Regions from separate parts of the Mus musculus genome. Here region 2 is linked to region 1. The links are chromatin contacts, called in public HiChIP or PLAC-seq maps. All regions are on one chromosome and are shown on one strand. Each heading gives the region's core, a stretch centred on a gene start, on an enhancer-like site or on the middle of the called end of the contact. The rest is flanking DNA. Distances are from core to core; before and after follow the strand shown. Region 1 overlaps Frmd5 (FERM domain containing 5). Region 2 overlaps Golm2 (golgi membrane protein 2).

Region 1 (4,247 bases), core at 1,529-4,028:
ACTCTAGAAGGCAATCTGCTATGTTGCATAAGAATAGAAATCCCAGTTCACACAGCCCTGTTTCCCAGTAGCCTTTGCTGTCAGTCCTGTGCTGAGTACACACCTTGGTTATGCAGTTGACAAGCAGCAGTGGCTCATTGCTTTTAAGTAACCTCTGGTCTTTACTAGGATCCCCTCAGTTTGTCTTGTCATGTGGTATATGTTTTAGATCTCACACAAATTGTTGCTGGTACGGAAATGATCAGATAGGCCTGGACCCGTTCATAGTGTCACCGCTGTTCACAGTGGCAGTACTTCTTGATCTTGGTATCAGATGACACACATCACTGCTGGTTGGTTGTTGGAGCACCCTGCCCATTGGGAAATGGTTCTGGGTAGCTTACACAAAACAGCAATGGAAGCTGGCCCTGTGTAGACCAGGGTTTGCATCGTACTGCTGGGGACCAGTCTCTCAGCATATTGCAGATTTAGGTTTGTTTTTAGGGAGTGGGAAGCCGGTGGTCTGAGACACCTCATGTATCCCAGACTGGGATTAACTCACTGACTGAGGATTGCCTTGAACTTCTGATCTTCCCGTCTCCCTGCTGAATGCTGGGACCACGGGTATATGCTACCACACCTGGTTTTGTGTATTGTTTGAAGTCAAATCCAGGGCCTTATACATGTTAGAAAAATACTTTACCCTCTGAGCTACACATCCTCAGCCCTATGTTTTTATAAAATTTTCTCAGAGCAAGCCATGTTCTTCTATGCATGCATTATCAGAGGCGTGCTAGGGTGGCAGAGCATGGTCCACAAAATCAAAATTTTATTAAAAGAGGTTTGTTGACCTCTGGTCTAGATAAGGATGTCATCTTTCTTTAAAATTATGTAAATGCCCTCCCAGCATCTTCAAAACCCCATTTGTTTGTTTTTGGGTGTTGTTGTTGCTTTTAATGGCTGTCATATTCTGAATGTGGACATGGTTCTACCCCAGGCAACAAATAAGGGAAGCTCAAATATTCTACCGCCCAATCTGTTGGGGCTGCTCCGCTCCACTGTTTTCTGGTCCCAGGAGTGTGCCCTTTGACTGTCCTTTACGTGAGTCCTTGGGCCTCAGATGACTTGCGGTCTCCCTGAGATGAAAACATGCTCTTGTGTGTTATTGGTGGTAAGAAGTGTAGAGGCTTAGGGACTGCAGCTCGTGCGTGTGTGTGTGTGTGTGTGTGTGTGTGTGTGTGTGTGTACACGTATGCTGCTGTGAGGGACGACACTAAGTGCTCTTAGACCTTGTTTCCAGGAGCAGGGGTTGACCCTAAGGGTGGCATTCCTATAGTAAGTGCTGGTCTCTGCCATGGTCAAATTCTGTCACCTGTAGGCATTGCTTAGAGGTCCTGCTTAGTGCTTCCTGGTCCCTTCCAAGGCCGCTGCTCCTTCTCGATGCCTTCCTCAGATCTGTCTCTCTCTTGCATCTTTTGATTCATAAAGTGAAAACAAAATAGGAATAGATAGGAAAATAACATTTTGCTGTTAAAATAGAGCTTGAAATAGTCTTTTTTGGGGGGAGGGGCATACTGTAACAAGACAAGCACAGCTCCCTGCGGCTCTGCAGGCTCTCGTGTGACTCAGCACAGGTCTCTGGTAACTGTGCTGTGGGACATCTCTGACCGCACACTCTGGCACCACTTTGACACCCCAGAAGCACTAAAAGTCTTGAGGTTCTTCAGAAAGAAAAGCAAAACATTAAATACAACTCAGGTGTTCACTAGGCTCTAGTCTAAGGGGACAGACTTACCCCACCCCTTCCACTGCTGCTGCTGTAGCTGTGGTCCCTTCAGATGCACTCTCTGCTCAGATTTGAAAAAACAAAAACAAACAAAAGGGAAAGAAAATCCAACTCAGACTATCGTAAGAAGCAACTTTCTATTTAATCATTCTACGCCGTTTACTTTGTGAAACCTTCCTGTCTGGCGAGGAAGCCATTCCTGCCTGCCCACAGCCCCGGCCTGCCCTGCTGGGTCTCCCGGAACCCACTGGCACCAGTGAGAAAATTGCAGGGTACAGAGGACAACAGTCTGAGTCTTCAGCTAGTGTCCCATCTACTGGGTGACACTACTGCAATCATCAGTCTAGTAAAATAAGTGACTTTTATTTGGATACTTTCAAAATAATACACATCTATGAAAAACTAAAAGTTCAAACCCCCAAATTATTCTGCATATTGAAGGATGAGAAACATTTGAGTTGCTGAGCCTTTCTCGGAAGAGCCTCTGAAGAAACTGAATGTTCCCGGTTTACAGAGCATTAGCCTATATCCCTTTCTTCTGCTGGGAAAGAACCCTGCTAGGCTCAGTGGACTTTGAGTCATGAGAGGACTTGGTGTGTGTGCCGATGGTTCCGCGATGGGTCCCATTGCTGGGAATGGGTAGCCGGGTTCCTTGGTCCACCCGGCTAGTTATTGGGAGGAGTCATGCCTTCTCAGGTGTCAATGAGCAGGCTCACCACTGAGCGGATTTTGCAGGCAAACCATCGCCTGAGGGGACAAAAGTATTGATAGTGGAATTGTTCAAACTCGGGGGTCTGGCGGATATCTCGGAAAAAAGCAACGTCAAGGTCAGACTCAGTAAGGATGATCAGGAGGAGGAGCAAAACAAAGAGGAGTCCCATGGTCACAAGGAGCAAACGGAGAACACTTAAAACAAACTTATTCACCTGTTCTTGCTCTGACCCGCCGTGCCCCTGACACAGGGCCCTCAGCTCTCCTCCCAGGGCCTCCGCCTCTGTCGCAGTCGGGGTGCTGGCCTCCGACTCCTTCTCCTCCTCAATGCTGCACGTGGCCCCGTTGATCTGCCGGGAGAGCAGCATCAGCTCCAGGCTGTGCTCGGCTACAGGGGTGGGCAGCACACTGTCTGCGGGGCTGTAGGCCTCATCCGCTATCACAGCGACACGTTCATTGCTGTCTGCCCGGCTGCTTCTCACGTGAGGCAGGAAGGTGTCCCCATGGGAAGAGGACCGCACTGGGGTGGAATGGGCACTGTCTCGTAGCGACTCAAGGCCTGGAAAGGCGAAAAGCACAGGAATTAGCTTTCCGGGTCACAACATTCTTTCCTATCCAGTGGCGTCAGCTCAGGTCCTTAGGTGGCTGCTTATGCTCCACGGTACAGCAGCAGTAGCTGTGGACTCCATATGCAGACATCAAGAACAGGGCAAAAGAAGTACCCAGTGGACATTTTAAAAAAATGTTTAAAGTTTTCATTTGTGTCTTTCAACAACTCCATAAAGTGGAGGGGGTGAATAGTTAGAAGTCATGTGGCTCAAGGCAGAACTGCGGATGGAATCCAAGCCTGTGACTCACAGTGGGGGTCTATGGGATGCAGGGCACATAAGTAAGTCTGCAGCCTGCACCTGCCTTGGGACTCAGGCACCCAAGGAACTTGGGATTAAGAGCCGTTGCCCCAGAACTCTGGATGCTTTGGCTTCTCTGTATTTCCTGATGCGGCCGCTGGCACGCATGACAGAAATACTTTCTGCGTCACTGATGAAACAGAACTCTTTAAGCCCTGTCTGTGGCCTGATCCTGGCACATGACACCCTCTAAAAGGCCTGTCCCCTCACATGGACATCTATGACAGCCAGATCTCCCAAGTATGACCAGCTTTGGTGCCAGCAGCCACTTCAGTACAAAATATCTTGGCTTGTGATTAATCCCTAAGCTGGCTGAGGAAGGAGAGTGAGGCTGACATCAGGACATCGAGTCAGAAGCTATGGCACCTACTAAGCTGTCCGTGAGCTCAGCAGACAGGAGGATGGGCAGACAGGCATTTCTAGTAGAATGCCTGACCACCACAGTTGTTCACCAAGCATGTTAATGTTCTGTCCTCTCAACAGAAGACTGCTTTAAGGTCATTCAATATCAGGCCAGTCCTGAACAAGAAAATGTAGCCAGCACCCCTCCCCATTTCTCCACCCTCTCCCTTTTCCCTCCCTCCCTCCATCTCAAAACCTTTTTATGGATCCATTTTTATCTCTTGTTGTATATGAAATGTATCTCATTCAAAATGTTATGTATCCTTAAATTATCCAGAAATATCACCATAAACCTTTAGTATTGATTATGGAGTAACATCCCACTTTAAACGGTTTGTCTTGTATTTTAAATCAAATACATGGCTTTTGGGGTTTTTTTTGTAAGTTATCATTTAGAAGATTAGGTTCCATTATGGCAATTCTGAACAATCTCTTGCTGCCCCTCCCCCACCCTGCTCCCC
Region 2 (4,427 bases), core at 1,293-3,792, 350 kb after region 1:
CATTGGCCTTGTGCTCCTGAGCTCAAGCAGTCTTTCTATTGTCTGTCCAGTAGCTAGGAGTATATAACTGAAGGCCAATATTCCCAGCCACCATTTTAGATTTTTGAAATCTGGATTGGTGACTCTCTTAGTTACTGTTCTGTTACTGGGAAGAGATACCATGACTAAGGCAACTGTTACGAAGCATCTAATTAGGACTTGCTTATAATTTCAGAGGTTTAGTTCTTCATCATCATCATGTCAGGGAGCATGGCAGCATGCAGGCAGGTGCTGGAGCAGTAGCAGAGAGCTACATCATAATCTGTAGGTAGAAAGAGAAACTTCTGGGCTTGGCATGGATTTTTGAAACCTCAAAGCCCACCCCCAGTGACACACTTCCTCCCATAGGGCTACACCTCCTAATCCTTCTAATCCTTTAAATTCTTTCAAGCAGTTCTACTCCCTGGTGACTACACATTCAACTATTTGGGTCATTCTTATTCAAACCACCACAGTATCTGATTGTAGATGTGATTGGGCAAGAGGTGTGCTGTTGGTGACTGTTAACTGTCTGGCCACCCTTCAACACCACTCACTTGCAAAGAAACATGTACATTATCTTTCTTGTATACTTTTAAGTAACAATATCTTGCCTATTTTAAGTAAAAGGCCTGAAAGTAGGACCAGGGATATAGCTATAGTTTAGTGGTAGAACACTTCCCTGATTTGTGGCCCTGGATTTAATTCCCAGTGCCAGAAAAAAACAAGAAGATCACTGCAAAAGCTGGTAAGTAAGGAGAGAGAGAGGTGACACAGAACCCAGAGAATGAGAATCCCTTTGTGAGATAAGTGGTAAATAATACTTTTGAGGTTTTGTGCTATATCCTGTCTAGAAAATATTTTGAAGAAAAGCTAAGTAATTTTAGAACTTTCTAGAGCATTGCCTATTTAACAGTGAGTGTGGAAATGTGATGAACCTAAATTATTTACTAATTAATTTATAATTAATCAGTAGTAAGAACCAAAACCAGGGGCTGAGCAGAGGGCTCAGTGGTTAAGTGCACCTTGTTCTCTATTATAGGACCGGAGTTCAATTCCCAGCACTCATGTTGAGTTGCTGATGACTGCCTGTAACTCTAGCTCCAGTGATTTTCAGTTAGCTTTTCATATCTTACTACACCGCAGATTATTGCTTGGCCAGCTTGTCTGTGTGCCTTTTTGCCCTCTCCCTGCCCATACCATTTGTGTGTGTATCTCATTTATATTTATTTATTGGGAATGGGGAACATGCTCGTGTCACTATACTTATATAGAGGTCAGAAGACAACCTTTGGAGTCATTTCTCTCCTACCTTGTGGGTTCTAGGGATCAGACTTGGTGGCAAACACCTTCAACCTCTTATCTATCACAAGGAGCTGCCTTTCTATTCTTATTCTGATAGTTTAGGAGTAATCGGACCTTTTTTATAGAAGGCCAGAGAGCAAGTTCTTGAGGCCATATAATTTCTGTCACTATGGCCATAGCTATCACACAAGCATAAACACAGGCATTATAGCTCATTTCCCACAAAACTATTTAGAGACATTGGAAGTTGAGTTTTATGATATATTATTCCTTGGAAAATTTCCTCCAACCAATAAAGTGTAACCAGTAATCCTCAGCTTGTCATCCCTGTACAAACAGGCCTGGTTGAGAGAGATTTTTTTCTCACATATAAAATGATCTGATTTCATTTTGTATAATTTTGTCCTTTCTGGTCTGCCCATCATACTGTAGCCAAATTTACTTCAAAATTGCAAATTGGATATCATAATCTTGTTTGCAAGCCTTGTAAAGAATCCATGAAAATGCCTGTCATCTTTGGTAAGACCCTTGTGCTATAGACCTTGATTGGTTTTTTGTTGTTTTTTTTTTTTTTTTTTTTGGTGGGGGCGGTTTGAGACAGGGTTTCTCTGTGTAGCCCTGGCTGTCCTGGAACTCACTTTGTAGACCAGGCTGGCCTTGAACTCAGAAATCTGCCTGCCTCTGCCTCCCGAGTGCTAGGATTAAAGGCGTGCGCCACCACACCCGCTACCTTGATTGTTTTTAAAGAGATATATCTTACTATTTCCCCTTAATTCATTATTTTCCTGCTACTCACACTCCAGTGAAGTCTGCTTGGCAGGCCGAGAGGCCTGGAAGCACTCACGAGGCAGGGAGTTTCAAGGAAACTCAACCTCCTGGAACCAGGCATTCTCATAACCCTATCCCCGCATTAGTCTGGTGTATGGATCCAAGTGCTCTCTTTCAGTATTGTTTTATTATAAGTGCCTTTAAAGATTGAATTGTGACATAGCTAAGCCTTCGCCAGTGTTCCAACATCCTAGAAAATCCTTGAAGCCCACAAACTTGTAATTCAGTAAGAAGGTTATCTATTCAACATTCAAATTTACTTCTAGTACAGACTGTGAAACTAATTAGGCATTACAAAGAGCGGAGCCAGAATAGCTTAGGGCTGGTCTGCAGAGTGTTTACTTGGGACATAGGCAGTCTTACTCAGACAAGGGAATTTACAATGGCCTGGCATATAGGTGGGTTTACCATGAAAGAATTAGAGAATCCCCCTGAGACAGGTTTCTTCCCTAGGCCCAAAGAAACAGCATAATCAGGCATTTACTAAGGACCCCTGGTGGTGGGCTTAACAATAGACTAGCTTTACACCTGGCTCCCTTCTTAGTGTCAGTGGCCTCGTCCCCACCTTCTTTTGATGTATACATTCCTTTTCTATTGTGTCACTGTAACTCTCGGATGTATCTCGCCTGGTTTCTTGTTGCTCTTCTGTATAAAAAGTTGATGCTCGACTTGAAAAATTACATTCAGATTCTACACAATCTCTCCTGTCGCTTCTGTTTGTCATTTGCCAACTCCTTGCCCACCTGCAACTAGAAACCCGTTCTACGCAGACAGGGACCAAAAAGGCTCTGCGGCATTTTCCAGCTCCTTGGGACTTTTGGCAGATGCTAGAATGTTGAGTGAATTTTCTTTCTTTCTTTCTTTCTTTTTTTTTTTTTACTTCCAAGATTTGGTGCATCGTTAAATGTCTTCTTTCCTCTTTATCTACCCTCCTTCCACATGGGTGAGAGTCACTCTTCTGTAGGAGTTAGTCAGACATTACTGTCGTCTCCAGAAGCCTCCTGTTCTCTCCTGAGGCTGGATTTCTAGGCTGTTTCTACTGTGTTTGCCTGTATAAAACTCTTATCATTTGTCTTGCCATTCTATAATTGCCTGTTTTCTTCAGTGTCTCTTTTGACTAATGAGGTCCTCAAGCACACAGTGTTTGTTTATTGTTCTGTCTGTATTTGTCTGTGTGCTGTCCAGAGCACACTCAGCATTCGTATGGTCCTTTTCTTTGTGCATTGAAAATGGTGTAAAAAATGTAGATGTAATTGATATAAAATTAACTCTTCTAAAGTATATAATTCATTGGGTTTTTTTAAAAGTAAATTTATCCCAACACTTGGGAGGCAGAGGCAGGCAGATTTCTGAGTTCAAGGCCAGCCTGGTCTACAGAGTGAGTTCCAGGATAGCCAGGGCTACACAGAGAAATCGTGTCTCAAAAAAACAAAAACAAAAAACCAAACAAACAAAAAAGTAAATTTATAGTGTCATAGAGCTGTTGTTACTGTCTAATTCTAAAACATTTTCATTGCTCAAAAAGAAATCCTGTACACATTAAGAAGTCCCTCTTATGGCTAGGGACTGTTAAGATGTAGAACATGAACTTGTGAAAGACACTGGGTTTATCCTTAGAGACTTCAGTAACCTCTGCTCCCCAGATGGTAGCCGTTGTCTTTCTGTGCATTTCATGTGGGTGGGATCAGAATTGTTTGGCCTTTTTGTGAGTGTCTTCTCGAACTTGCCTGTGTAGTGTTCTCGAAGAGTACCTGTGTTATGCTATGTACCAGTAGTGTTTCATCCCTTTTCATAACTATGCATTGGCCTTATTTAAACTTCCTTCTTCAAAGCCCCCAAGACTTCAGTGAGACTGCTAGATTCCTGCTCTTGGAACAGTCCTGCTTTCATCTGCTCTTTGTTTCTGGATGGACTTTCACCTTACTAACTAAGCCATCAGGACTCAGGTAAAGGGTAGACCCTGCTTGATTCCTTGCCTTTCCTGCCCAAGCTCCTTTTCCTATTCGTCTTTCTTGTGAATCACCAGATAGTACTTTGGACTGTTCTTACATACCTCAGGCCTTCTGGACTCTATACATTTTCTTGGTTATTCTCTCTTTCTGAAAGGCTCTTTTCTACTTACTTCAAGTTTAAATTCTCAACCTTAAATTCCTGTTTCAGACAGAATCCTTCCTGTAACATCTTTGAATTATCATAGGAATTATACTTTTTAGGTACTACCCTATCTATCCTTGACACTGTTCTTATGTTTTCTCTGTTGTTTCATATTCTTGCCA

Evidence for each region. HiChIP or PLAC-seq counts read pairs in DNA pulled down with a chosen protein or histone mark.
Region 2: an H3K27ac HiChIP or PLAC-seq map of embryonic stem cells shows a contact between it and region 1, with 2.4 times the contacts expected there. The contact joins two enhancer-like sites. A contact is called at or near these places in 2 of 115 datasets of contacts at active chromatin or transcription factors (both in embryonic stem cells) and 2 of 9 other capture datasets (embryonic stem cells and liver).

Annotation. Positions count from the first base shown.
Region 1 is chr2:121,546,198-121,550,444 of GRCm38.p6, forward strand. Frmd5 (FERM domain containing 5) reads right to left here. Exons shown (of 14, transcript NM_001360084.1): 14 at 1-3,035. The coding sequence ends at 2,458. Among named protein-coding and RNA genes, the nearest start is that of Wdr76, 42 kb to the left of the region's middle. Within about 2 kb of position 2,779, at least 13 of the 459 cell types and tissues checked have an H3K27ac peak or open chromatin away from gene starts, as enhancers often do. A contact at or near this core is called in embryonic stem cells, where this site is marked.
Region 2 is chr2:121,892,914-121,897,340 of GRCm38.p6, forward strand. All of the region lies in intron 1 of Golm2 (golgi membrane protein 2), which reads left to right. Among named protein-coding and RNA genes, the nearest start is that of Golm2, 28 kb to the left of the region's middle. Within about 2 kb of position 2,543, at least 10 of the 459 cell types and tissues checked have an H3K27ac peak or open chromatin away from gene starts, as enhancers often do. A contact at or near this core is called in embryonic stem cells, where this site is marked.